Regions from separate parts of the Mus musculus genome. Here region 1 is linked to region 2. The links are chromatin contacts, called in public promoter capture Hi-C maps. All regions are on one chromosome and are shown on one strand. Each heading gives the region's core, a stretch centred on a gene start, on an enhancer-like site or on the middle of the called end of the contact. The rest is flanking DNA. Distances are from core to core; before and after follow the strand shown. Region 1 has its middle 36 kb from the start of Ckap2l. Region 2 holds the start of Polr1b (polymerase (RNA) I polypeptide B).

Evidence for each region. Promoter capture Hi-C pulls out the DNA fragments that hold promoters and counts their contacts.
Region 1: a promoter capture Hi-C map of hippocampal neurons shows a contact between it and region 2, with 3 times the contacts expected there. The contact joins the enhancer-like site here to the promoter of Polr1b in region 2. A contact is called at or near these places in 6 of 39 promoter capture datasets (the SN4741 cell line, hippocampal neurons, liver and 2 more), 6 of 15 datasets of contacts at CTCF or cohesin (the NIH/3T3 cell line, embryonic stem cells, large pre-B cells and 2 more), 41 of 484 Hi-C or Micro-C datasets (B cells, CD8 T cells, DN3 thymocytes and 22 more), 19 of 115 datasets of contacts at active chromatin or transcription factors (the SCID.adh cell line, Th17 cells, bone marrow-derived macrophages and 8 more) and 5 of 9 other capture datasets (adipose tissue, embryonic stem cells, liver and 2 more).

The regions. Positions count from the first base shown.
Region 1 is chr2:129,257,581-129,263,989 of GRCm38.p6, reverse strand. No RefSeq gene overlaps it. Among named protein-coding and RNA genes, the nearest start is that of Ckap2l, 36 kb to the left of the region's middle. Within about 2 kb of position 5,034, at least 63 of the 459 cell types and tissues checked have an H3K27ac peak or open chromatin away from gene starts, as enhancers often do. A contact at or near this core is called in CD8 T cells, the SCID.adh cell line, bone marrow-derived macrophages and 4 more, where this site is marked.
Region 2 is chr2:129,096,795-129,103,286 of GRCm38.p6, reverse strand. Polr1b (polymerase (RNA) I polypeptide B) reads right to left here and starts at 2,291. Exons shown (of 15, transcript NM_009086.2): 1 at 2,024-2,291; 2 at 157-324. The coding sequence starts at 2,200. Gm46764 (predicted gene, 46764) reads left to right here and starts at 2,344. Exons shown (of 3, transcript NR_168333.1): 1 at 2,344-2,453.

The sequences.
Region 1 (6,409 bases), core at 3,785-6,284, 160 kb before region 2:
AGGAGAGCCTGGGCAGAGTGTATAAAGGCCCTTTGGCCACCTCTCCTCTCTTTTCCTCCTCTTCTTCCTGTTCCCCTCCTCTCCCCTTTCTCCTCTCTCCCTGAGCCCCTCAGGTATTTTGATGGTTTATACCTTTGTCCTCTGCCCAGGAAGGAAATTCTGTGAGGTTTTATAATATTGGCTTTGCAGTGGTTTCCAGGACCTTTCCAGAAAAGCGTGGTTCTTAAGGTATAAACAATATAGCTGAAGAAATATCGCTACCCTCTCAGGGATGAATTTGTGTCCAAAGACACAATGCTGGTGGTACCTGAGCTGTGCCTGAAAAGTGTAACCCTGTAGACTCTGGGGCCCAGAAGCACTCTGAGGAGAGGCCTTAACAGTGCCAACCCTGGGTGTTTCTGGGATACACAGGAAGTAGGAAAAGGGAACTGCTATCCTCGTTCTAAACGCTCATACTTCCTGAGAGCGAACCTGGAGAGCTGCATTGTTAGAGCTGTCCCTTCAAAGGTCCACTTTGTCACCTCCAATAGGCAAGGTCAGTCTGAGCCACCACATAATGACAGTCATCTCCACTAAGACAAACACTGAACAGTGGGAGAGAATTAAAGTCAGGACTCAGAACTCTGAGGCTCCAGGGCTGCGTGTGAGGCTCCTATCAAAATAATCCAGTTACGAGATGAGTTTTGGTGTGTTTTGCCACGTCTGAATCATCTGCCACAGTGACTCAGGATGACAGGACAGTTAGTGAGACAATCCAACCCAGCCTAGCAAGACGATCCAGCCTGGCAGGCTTTAGAAATTTTGAAACACAAAGTTCAAAGAAATGCTATTTTTAAAAGACATATTTAGAAATAAAATCATATGTAGACACGATGTAACCCTGGGAGGGCTGGTTAGAAGATTTCCATTTCTTCTTGTTACACACATTTTCAAAAGGTTCAATGGCCACCAAAGATGCCTTCTAAGGTAACAGCTATACTGGCCCCTGAGTGAATTCTCGAGCCCCAAATCAGTTCATTGAGAATTTTCAATGTGGCCAGATGTGGTGGTATGTTGTGTCCGGCCAGCAGACCACAACCTGGGTTCTAGCCTGGAAAGGCATTTTGGAAACCTGGAAGAGAAGAGGGGCTAGGTGGCGAGAGAAAAGAATGTAGCCAAGACAGTTACTCTGATCAAGGCTCAAATTTTATTGTTGCGACACTAGTTATGAAGGAAGGGGGAGGGGACCCGATTCCCGCCAAATAATCTCTCGTCCAGTAGAAAGGTGCACATGTGTGGCTCCGCAGGTTCCAGCAGTGGGCGTGGCAGAACGAATGAGCAGGAAGCTCCACCCCTGAGCAAGCAGGTTTCAGGCTGGGGGAGGGGAGACTACAGTGGTACATGCCTTTAATCCCAATCTCTAGGGGGCAGAAGCAGGCCAGACTCCATGAGTTCGAAGCCAGCCTGGTCTACAAAGCAAGTACCAAGACACGCAGGGCTCCATAGAGAAACCTTATCTCAAAAGGGGGGGAGAGCAACAAAAAGTTTTCAATGCTTTTTTTTTTCCATACATTTTCAGTTTTCTAAAAACTGTCTGGAGCAGGAGATGGACCATGTCTAGCCAGCCCATGTCTAGGACCGAGTCAGTTGTGAAAAGACAGGCAAAGCACAGATTCAAGATTAAGTCTGCCCTGGGTACCCCGAGCAGGGCTACTTTACAGTTCCTTCCTGCTCTACACCAACCCAAGGCCAAGCAGGAGACGCTCGGGCACGGTATACACACACTCCATCTGCTCACCCCCAGCAGAAGAGGACCTGACAGGACATTATAGCAAGCAAGCCCCACAAGTGTCAGAGCAGAAATAAGGTCCCTCGTGACAGCAGGGGTCTCAGCTCTAAGGTCAAAAGGTCCTCCTCCTTGGCCACTGGCATCTAAAGACTCCCACTCAGGAGTCCTTTTTAGTAACCATTGAAAAAGTCCTACCCTCTCCTGCAGAGCACAGCAGATGGGTTGGGATGATGGACCAACCAACAGCTATCTATCTGTAAAGGGTGCTTACAGGACGCCAACAGTCAGCTGGTGAGCAGATCCCGTGGTGGCGCTGAAGACCCGAATGTCCCTAATTTTGAAAGCAAAATCCCAAGACTAACCTGAATTGGAATTCATAAACAATGTCATTATCTCCATAATTTTAACAATCAATATAATTCCCTAATCAAAATCAAACAGGGGAATTAAATAAAGATACAAGCAATTTATAGGTGTATGTATTTCTACATAACTATGTATTTCTGTACTTGGAAACAAAGAGTCTCTGTGAATTTCCCAGTGCCTCTGTGTGGGTCACTACTGCTCTCCCCCATAGTAGCCACAAGCCACAGAGCTTCTCAGCCACAATGACATGGCTCCTCCCAGCTCTGCTACAAAAAGCAGAGACTGCTTCATCCCAGTCACTCACGTTCTGACTGTAGGGGAGGAATCAGGAGGCAGGGTCCAGGCTAGCCCATTCTTACTCCACAAGCAAGTCATGAGGCTTCTGTTGGGATGAACACGGATGTAGATGAACCCCCGTGGCTTCTGAGATATGCAGTCTCCCCCCCCACAGTGCTTGGCCACATATGCTGTAGAAGGAGCCCACAGAGTGCACAGAGCAAGGAAGCCTCTGGCAGCTTCATTTCCTCAAAATCCCCAGGTCAAGAGGTCAAATTTCTTTCTTTCATTGTTCCCCTTGTCACTGAGACCTGTCTTTCCTTCCCTTGCCGTATGTAATGACGCCTAACAAATGTCCTGGGCAACTCAGCCTTGCCAAGAGCTCTCTACCACTGCCCATCAAAGACAGTGTAAGCGACACAGCATGTCCTTGCAGCCCTGGGAATACTCAATAATCAGTCCCCTCCTGAACATCTGGGGTATGGGAGAATGGTGGGGAGAAGCAGGCATCTGGGAAAACCCCCAAATCTACTTTGCAGTCCAGACCCTTAACCTAGGTTTCTATCTTAGGATAAAATCAGGGATGGACCAACAAACTCCAGGAAGCCACCCATGGATTGTCCCCATGGACCCTTCCCTGTGTGGTCACAACCATCCTGCCTCCCTGGGCTTAACCCAGAAGTATCCTAGGGTCTCCCAGAGGAAAACCAGCCACAGCCTCTTACAAATCATCTCCTGCCCGGTCCCCAGAAGCCACTGGATGCTTGATAAGCGAGGGCTGTGCTCCCTCCCTTACTATAGGCATTGCTTCCAGACAGCAGGATCGCACTCTAAAGCAGAGGGTAAGGTAGGACATGAGGAGGAGTGTCATCCATGGTAGCACCTTTTCTACACAGTCCTAACTCCTGCTTTTTGTTCTTGTGTTTGCTTTTAAGAGTCGGGAGCAAGCATCTGGAAGATTTCGACCCCACGGTGTCCAGAAGTCGGTTAATGGGCCTGAGGACCTTGCAAAGTCCTGAGCGGGTAGAGTACCAGTGAGTCCCGCTTGGGTAGAGAGTCAGAGCTGCTTAGAGAGACGAGGCAGAGACTCGCTACCAGCTCAGGGACTGCTCGAAATAGCGAGCTGAGTGCGAAGTGAGGAAGGTGAGGTAGGTGGTGGTTTGGAGGTCTGCAGAGTGCACCAGCTGGCTGGAGAAGAGGGTCTGGAGGAAGCCACAGTGGAAGGCTGCCCCTGATGATGTAGCACAGGTCCAGCTCCTGGACTACCCTCTGGCCAGAGTGAAACATGATGAATACAGATTCCTGCCCAGCGCAGGAGGAGTTGGAAGCCAGAGGGGGAAGGATGGAGAGGGCACACCCATGGGCTGTGTGTGCACCTGCATGGGAGGACAGGCTTCTGAGTCTGTGGGTTAGGAGGGAAGGCCTAAGGGAGGTGCAGGGTGAGTGTGACCCCCCCAAGAGGCTTCAATGGGGGTCACTAGAGAAGTCTGATCCAAAAACAGGTCCTCCTGTGCCCCTGAGCATGCTCCCTGAGGGTGACCCCTTGATGGGGAAAAGCCAGGCAGTCCTGCCAGTGTCCAAACCCTCTGGGGACTGAGGCTCATATCCACCTGCGGGAAAGAAGCTGCCTCTTTTAAAACCACAGGATGCATACGAGTAGTTTGGGTATTTGGGGTTGGTTGACTGGTTGATGGGTTGTTTTGTTTCTTTGGGGTATTTTCTTTGAAACAGGATCTTCATTATGTAGCCCAGGCTAGCTTAGAACTTGCCATTCTCCTGCCTCAGCACTCTGTGATAGGATCCTAGGATGTCCCTCATAACCAGGGCACATCCTATAGTTTTTATTTTCAGTGCTGGGCTAGTACCCAGGACCTCATGCATGCTAGACAAGCTCGTGTATGGAACTTTAGAGATAGTATACCTCTCCACTTTGCCCAGGCTCTGCTCCTGCCTTCCCTCGGTGTGACCTGACTGGCTCAAAAGAGTGATCAGCGCAGCCATGGCTGAACACAGCAGAGGACTAGGCGAGGACTAGGCCCATGCGCCCAGCCCTACAGTCGCTGCCCTGGACTCCTCCCAGTCCTGTTTTCAAACTGGAGAGCTGGCTCCAGACAGTTTTCCTGTCTCTAGACTTCAACCTCCTCACCTGTAAAAATCTGAGATCCTGCCAGCCGACATGACCAGGCCAAAGGACCACTCAGATGGCTACATGCTAGTCGCCTTAAGCTTTATAAGTCTCTGCCCAGATCCAGCTGAGCCTAAGATTGCCATATTTCTCTGTAACTCTCAACCTCAATGGTCTGTGGGAATCTCCCAGGTTTTCTGTTCAGTATGCCACAGGGAATGTTTTCTTTTCTTTTTCCCCAAGACCCATCAGGTCACTGACCCAGAATCCCATCTTCTCAGGCTTCTTCTCCGTTGACCCCAGACATCCATGACAGCTGCATGAGGCCCAGTCCAGCAGTCAGGCATGGCATGTCTGGAGAGTGTTCATGGTGAGGACTGAGGTGCCAGAGAGAGGCCAAGTCCCAGAAACAGAATTGATGGCAATCCTTCCACTAAAGCATGTTACTGTCATTTAGTAGAATAGCCAGCAGAGGGCACTGTAGGACAAGGTCAGGAGGCACTTAGACAAAGCTGGGGAAAATCAAATGGTTGGGCACAAATGGAGACAAATTAGATCTAGACAGGCTAGGGAAGTCTCGCTCGTCTCCTCTCTGGTTTACCCCTCCTCACCTGCCACATAGCACTTAACATCTCTTTTTTAGTGGAGTTGATGGCTTGTAGCCCATAACAGCTCCAATGTCCCTCTTCCAAAGATAGCACCATGAACCTTCCTCAGACCCATATGGGAAGGCGACACAGAACATTAGGGGATACAGCACATGGGGAGTGGGAGCCAGAGGAGGAGGGGAGGGACGGGACACCCATGGGCTGTGTGTGCGCCTGTGTCTGTGCCCAGTAGGAGGGGAGGAAAGGCTTTGGGGAAGCCTAGCGTGAGGGTGACCCCCCAAGAGGCTTCAGTGGGGTCTCTAGGGGAGTCTGGTCCAAATCAAACCCTCTTGCTTTCTGTGTGCCAGGGCCCCAGTCCTCACTCCTCATCCTGATTCCCCCCAGGAAAGTTCACACTCTTGTACAGATGTGCCAGGTGTGTGTGTAGCTTCTCCGGATGCTTAGACTACTCTGGAGAACAGGGTCAGGAGACAGCAGTGGTGAGTAACATTGGGTTCCCCACTGTCCCTGGCCACTTTTGTCTGTCAGCCCCCAACCAGAGGACTCTGAACCCCAGCCACTCCCTTAGGTCAGATTAAGACTAAACCCAGAACAAAGAGGATACACATGGGCTGTGTGTGACAGAGGCAGCCAGAGAGTCAGGTGGCCAACCTTCCATAAGTCACGAGTCAATGACTCAGACCCAACAGAGCTAACAGCACACCTGAGGTTGTTTGAGCTCAAAGCAAACAAGTTCCGCTCTCTCATGGATGAGAAAGTGTGCCTTCCACACACTAATTTCTCAGGGCAGGTGGGGAGGGTGGGAGAGGAAGCCCACTATGGGAATCACTTGAGGACCTCAAGTTAGAAAATGGGGACCTTAGTCCCAGCTTGATCCCTATCACCTGTGTGATTTTGGACAAACTTCTTAACTTTTTACATCTCTGCCTCCTTGTGTAGAAAAAACAGATCTCCATATGTCACATAGTAGCTGAGATTCCCTTCCAGAAGACAGAAACATGGCAACCCTCCTGGCTCATCCTTCTCTTTCTCCCAGATGCTCAGCTCCTGGGACAGCTCGGGAACTCCCAAGCAAGTCCTCCAGTCCTGCTACTTCTTAAGTTTGGCAATATTCCCAAATTTGAGGTCTCTAGTATAAAGAATGCCTACACACACACACACACACACACACACACACACACACACACACACACACACGAGACAAACTCTGAGAAACTCACATACCTTGTCTGATGAGTCTACCTCAACAAAGAATGACTGAATACT
Region 2 (6,492 bases), core at 1,042-3,541:
GTTACAAGGAGGAAGAGGCCACAGGGAAGTGACTTCATGTTTTGGATGACACACAGTCCCTTTAGATGAAGATACAATCACTTCAGTGGCACCAGCCCTAGTCTCAGAAGTGTGCAGGGACAGCCACCTGCTGTCACTATGTCACTAAATGCTCACCGTCAGCCTCCCTCGGTAGGTGCTCTTTCGGCCACGACACTCAGCTGGATAAACGTTGAGATCTTTGCAGATGGTCCCTTTGGGCACTGAGGGTGGACTGATGACAGCATCCACAATGGTAAGAGATATGCGCTCATCTTTGAAAGCAAATTCAAAGGGAGGTATGGCCTGAAAGACAATTCACGCTGCTAAATCACTTGCATTTTTCAACGCACTTTTCACTAAGACTCCCCGAAATCACCACTTGTGGTCTACACTCACTGACATCTACCACACCAATGCAACAAATCCAAAAGGGACAACTAAAGTTACAACCAACTGGTAACTTGGCCAACTATTTAACTTTTTGGATGGTGCGCTATGTATTTGATTTGCAGTAGGTTCTACGGACACAGAAAAGGCTGAGCTAAGCATCTACCTTCTCTGCTTTTCAGGGGCAAGTATAGGGAAACTCTTCTCATCTAAAAGCTCAGCTTTGTATATTTTATTCCCTCACACTGAAGCCTGGCAGTTCGAAGAGTTCTAAATGGCTTCCATATTGTCAAGTCTCAGTCTGGCAGTCAAAGCTCTCCAACATATCCCCATCCTTTGTTCTCACAATACAGTTGTTTGGTAACGAAAGCTCAGGGTACTGTCTACTACATATTTCTCTCCCTGAACCTACCCTGCCTCCTGAGGGAGGGCACCATCTTCTTCCCTTAGCCTTATCTAATGCAGAGCTTTCTAAACACCTGGATTAGTCGCAGCATTTCCCTTGTACTCCTGACTCAGAAAGCGCCACATCTTAGAGCAGTTCTCAAAGAATATGGCACTGACTGCTTGCTGGTGCCTGCTACCGTTACACAACCAACATCCAAAGTGAGGAGCAATTACACCTGAGAGGTGTCTTACTCTCAGAGTGCCGTGCCAGGAAAAACTAAAGATGCCAACAAAAAGAGACCTTCCCCGTCCTTACTCTGCTACCACTGTTACAATGATTCCCCTGGACTTTTTATCTTCCTCAACATGACCAACTCAGAACAGGTGGCAAGTTTTCCTCTTGCAAATTCTTAAAGAGAAAGAAAGCGGGCAGCGAACGCCTTTAATCCCAGCACTCGGGAGGCAGAGGCAGGCGGATTTCTGAGTTCGAGGCCAGCCTGGTCTACACAGTGAGTTCCAGGACAGCCAGGGCTATACAGAGAAACCCTGTCTCGAAAGAAAAAAAAAAAAAAAAGAAAGAAAGAAAGAAAGAAAGAAAGAAAGAAAGCAAGCAAGCAAGCAAGCGGGCGATGGTGGCACACACTGTTAATCCCAGTGCTCGGGAGGCAGAGGCAGGCAGATCTCTGAGTTCGAGGCCAGCCTTGGTCCACGGAGCTCCAGGGCAGCAAACGCTACACAGAGAAACCTTATCTCGAACCGTCTCCATTCTCCCGCCCCAAAAAGAAAACTTTAAGGGAAGCAAACTGAAGGATGTGCTTGCTGCAGTCTGTCTGATCAGCTTGGAACCTTGTGAGGTAGTTTTAGAACGTAAGACTCCAGGTGTGAAAAGGCGCGAGTGCTGGGAATGGTGGAAAACACAGTTCCAAAAAGATCACTTCCTCACTCTCATCTCACAGTACCCAGAAATGGTTCGCCCCAAACCAGACTCGTACTCATATATAAATCCAGGAGTCACAAATACAAGTTTCCCTACACCACTAGGCTTATGAGTTGCTTTTTTTCTCTGAACTACCCAAAGCAATGCAGGGTGAGTTCACGTCCCTATTTGTGGTCATACTGTAGGCACCCCTCACCCCCCCACCCCCCGGCCACTTCTCCCAACCGCAGGGACGCTCCAGGACCCCCCAGGCCAAGGGTAGAGCTCTGGAGCGCAGTGCACGGCACTCACCTGCACCGCGTGGCTCAGCCCCTCCAGCGCCGCGTAGTTGAAGGAGTCCACGTGCGCCCGCGTCAGGTCCTGCAAAGCTGCCTTTTGCTGCTCTGGGGGAATCCCGTACGAGGGGTCGGTTAAATGCTTTAGGCTGGGCCCGCTGGGCAGGTTCCGCCACCGGCCGTCGACATCCATGCTTCTGCCAGTCCCGGACGGGAGACCGGAGCTAGGACGCTACTCGTGGCTGGCTGGAATGGCCGGACCAACCCCACAGCCACCCTACCCCGTGGCCTTCTGGGAAATGTAGTTCCTCTTGTTCGGCCCGCCCCACACTGGTCCTTTCTTTTCTCAGAGTCGACTGGAAACTTACACCATGGCGTGATTAGACCGGTTAAAACTACGCGCAGACATGAAGACACGCCTTTAATCCCAGCAATCAGGAGGTCAGGTATCTGTGAGTTCGAGACCAGTCTGGTCTACAAAGAGAGTTCCAAGTCATTCAGAGTAGTTACACAGAGCTGTCTTGAAACACCGGGGTGGGGGTGGGGGTGGGGGTGGGGGTGGAGAGAGAGAAAGAGGCTTCGCTGTTTTGTAACCTGCAAACCATACTAAATCCTGCTCCACTTTAGTGTGTGACCTCTGTGACCCATATTAGCTTAATTCGTTAATTAGGACCTGATACAAGACGTATCTTTAAAGGTTCCCTTCTGTCCCATTCTGGAGTTTTCCTATTGCACCCTGATGCAGACCTCAGGAGACTCTGGATTCTTGGCTTCAACTAAAATGGAGGTGTGGGGCACCAACCTGTCATTTCTTCTCAACTTGTCTGTTTATTAAAATAATATTTATTTATTTATTTTTGTTTCTTTGTTTTTTGAGTCAGGGTCTCTATGTAGTCCTGGCTGTCCTAGACCAGGCTGGCCTGGAACTCACAGAGGTCCATTGTCTTTGCCTGAGTGCTGGGTTAAAGGCATGTGTCACCCCCAGCCCCCTCTTTCTCAAGTCTTTGTTTTTTTGTTTAGTTTTTCTCATACATTGCATTCCAACTGCAGTTTCCCCTCTCTCCACTCCTCCCAATCTTCCTCCCCACCCCCCTTCTCCTCCAGATCCACTCCTCCTCTATTTCCCTTCAGAAAAGAGCAGGCCTCCCTGGTATATCAACTGAACATGGCATAACAGGTTACAATAACACTAGGCACAATCCCTCATATCAAGTCTGGACAAAGCAAATCAATAGAAGAAAAGGGGTCCCAAGAGCAGGCAAGAGAGTCCAAGACAGCCCCTGCTCCTACTGCCAGAAGTCCCCCAAGAGCACCAAGCTATACATCCATAACATGAATGCCGAGGACCTAGCTCAGAGCCACACAGGCTCCAGGACTGTCTCTTCAGTCTCTGTGAGCCCCTCTGAGCCCTGCTTAATTGATTCTGTGGGCTGTGCTTATGTCTACTCAACTCTTAATGCATGAAGCACATCAGCAGGACGGCAAGCAGTAACCAGGCCATGCTACCCAGAAGAAAGGAAGCCACCCCAGCCTGCTTCTGGGCAATCAAGAGCAAGAGGTAGGAAGGTGGTTGGATAGTGTCAGAATTCGTGCTGTTTCTAGTGTTTGGCTTTTACAAATATCCATTTTTCTATGTGTGTGTTTTCAATTCCCTTAGGTATCAGAGCTAAGAACCACGTTTCTGTGTCATATTACCTATGTTTACCTTTCTGAAGCCCTGTGAAACTATTAAAGTGAGCTGTACAACTTCACATTTCCCCTTAGCAACATCATTACTAGTACCTGGTACTATCTTCTGATTATAGCAATCTTATTATTTGCACAATGGTATCTTTTGTGAGCCCTGGTTAGCATTTTCCTAGACTCCAGGGCCTAGAGGATAATAGTGTCAAATATCATTTCATGTGTTTAAGGGTTGATGGCATATTTCCTCTGAAAAACGTGAAGGGAATCAATCCCTTTCTGAGAATTGTTGAGCTTTTAGATGCTTTCTGTGTTTTCATGTTGTATCTACAGGTATGAACAGGAACGTGTATGTATTTATCCTATGTGTGGAGGCCAGGGGATGGCAGGCTCTGTCTTCCTTTGAGACAGGGACTGTCAATAGCTTAGAGCCACTGAAGAAGTTAGGCTGGCCAATGAGCCCCTGGGAGCTGCCTGGCTCTACCCTCCGCCCCCCCCCCACCCCCCCCGTGCTAGGGTTAAAGCTATGTGCCACCAGGCCTGGAATTTTTTTAAGTGAAGGTTGACTATTAAACAGGTCCCCATGCTTCAAGGAACACACTTTACCAACTGAGCTATCTTCCAGCCTCTTAGGTACATTTTAATGGTATTTGTTCATTTTTATAAAGCAAGGTAGATTTTGGTCATGATTTTTAAAGAAAACCTCTTATTTTTTATTTATGTATATGTGTGAGGCCAGGGGTTGGATTCCTTGGAGCTGGAGTTAAAGACATTTTGTTGTTGTTGTTGTTGGTTTTTTTTTTCTTTTTTCTTTTCTTTGTTGTTAAAGACACTTTTTAATTACCCACCATGGGTGCTGGGATCTGAACTCCGGACATCATGGTTGAACAGCAAGTACTTCTAACCACTGAGCTCTCTCCAGTGCCTTGGTCACTGTTTCTCCCAATATGTTCCTATTTTCCTTTACCCTCCCTTCAACTGTTCCTGCTATGTGCATGTTGGTGTGCTTTGTGGTCTACAAAACACTGCTTTGTAAATTATTCTTCTGTTCTTCATCAGACGTAAAATCTTACTTGACTCCACATTCGCCGATTCCTTTTGGCCAGGTCAAACATGCCCAATCATTTCTAGTGAATTTTTCACTGTGCTAAGCCAACTTTTCGCCTCCAGTGTTTCCACTTGCTTTTATTCAGAATTCCATCCTGTCTCCTGACTGATATCCTCTCTGGTCTCACGTGCTCTGCTTCCTTCAGTTCTCTAACACACTTGAAATCGGTGAATTCAAGGGTTTGCTTAGAAGGTCCAACACCGGGCCTCTTCAGGGATAGGGTCCATTCTCTACCCATCTGCCATGTAGGTCCTTCTCTCTCTTGGTATACCCCACAATTAGTATCAAAAATTAGGAAATCTTAATTAATTTTGGAAACTAGAGACTCTGCTCTCTCTAGGACCTGTTGTTGGTGATCACCCTCAATATTCACTGTGAAGCCTATGTTCTTTGTAATGTGTTTCTGCCTCATTAGCTAAAAGCTCAACTAATGATCGAGCCAAGATTTTCTTAAATAACCACCTTTGCTGAGGGTTCTGTTCCAGTTTGGTGGTGGTGACTTCAATACCTGTGCAGGCCTTTTACAATTCTGCCTTGATATTCACTTTCTATTGTATAGAGCCTGAACATCAGCGATAACGGGGATGTTAGAGGGGTTCCCTGCTTGTACTCACAGCCCTATGTGCTATGACCTCCTGTGGTCTCATGGATATAGTGGAGTCTTTCAAGGCCTTCTGAGGTGATCCTGGGCAGCAGCCTGCCCGCTTTTCATTTTTCATTTTTGTTTGTTCTAAGAGGTATTGTGACCTTAGGAAGCTGAGATGTAAAATAACTGTTGCTATCACTTTTGACAAGAACACTGGGAGAAAATGTTTGCACTGGGCAAGCTCTGTGTCATATCAAATTAAAATAATCCCTGGAAGCAGAGGTGTTGCAGACCTACCAGGAAGTCTAATGAGCTATATGCGGTGGCACATGCCCTTAGTCGTAGGATCTGGGAGACAGAGACAGGTGGATTTCTGTGAGTTCCAGGCCAGCCTGGTCTACATAGTGAGCTACAGGAAGCCAGGACTATACAAAGAGACACCTGTCAAACAAAACAAACAAACAAAAAAACAAACAAACAACAGAAAGTCAAATGATAACAACACACAGACACGCTATGCCCACAGCAAAGATGGAGTGCTGAGCAGACAGGCCGCCAGGCAGATAGCCACTCGGCAGCCCCCGAGGGGTAGTGTTCAATGACACTGAAGGACTTCTCTCGGGCTGGGTCCATGTATCATCAGGAGCTCTTTTTTTTTCTTCATAATGAAGCTGCAGTTCATGAAGGGTGTGGCAGAACACACCTGTTACCCTACGAATGCTCTTCTCTCTCTGAAGGGCAGAGGTAGAACCCCTGAAAATCCTCTGTGCCACAAAACCACTAAGAACACCAGGAACGTGCTCTAGATGTTAAGCCTATGCTGGCAGCAACCCAGAAAGCAGTCACATCCCAGTAAAAACGGTGAGCTTCCTGATGTTTTAACTTGTCCTGCTTCCATCCTTGCCTTCCCAGCTTCGTGGTCATCCTAGAAACCAATAGCCAAAAAATTATGGTGAAGTCCAACAGCCCGATAGCTAATGTGAGTCACAGAAATGGGTTGCAGGTAGCCCCCGAAGGCAGGCCAGGTGCACCGAGGAGTTCAGTGCAAGCAACCTCAAAGCCTGAGAAATGACTAGTTACCTTGTGGGGCTGCTTGTACAAAGTGCTG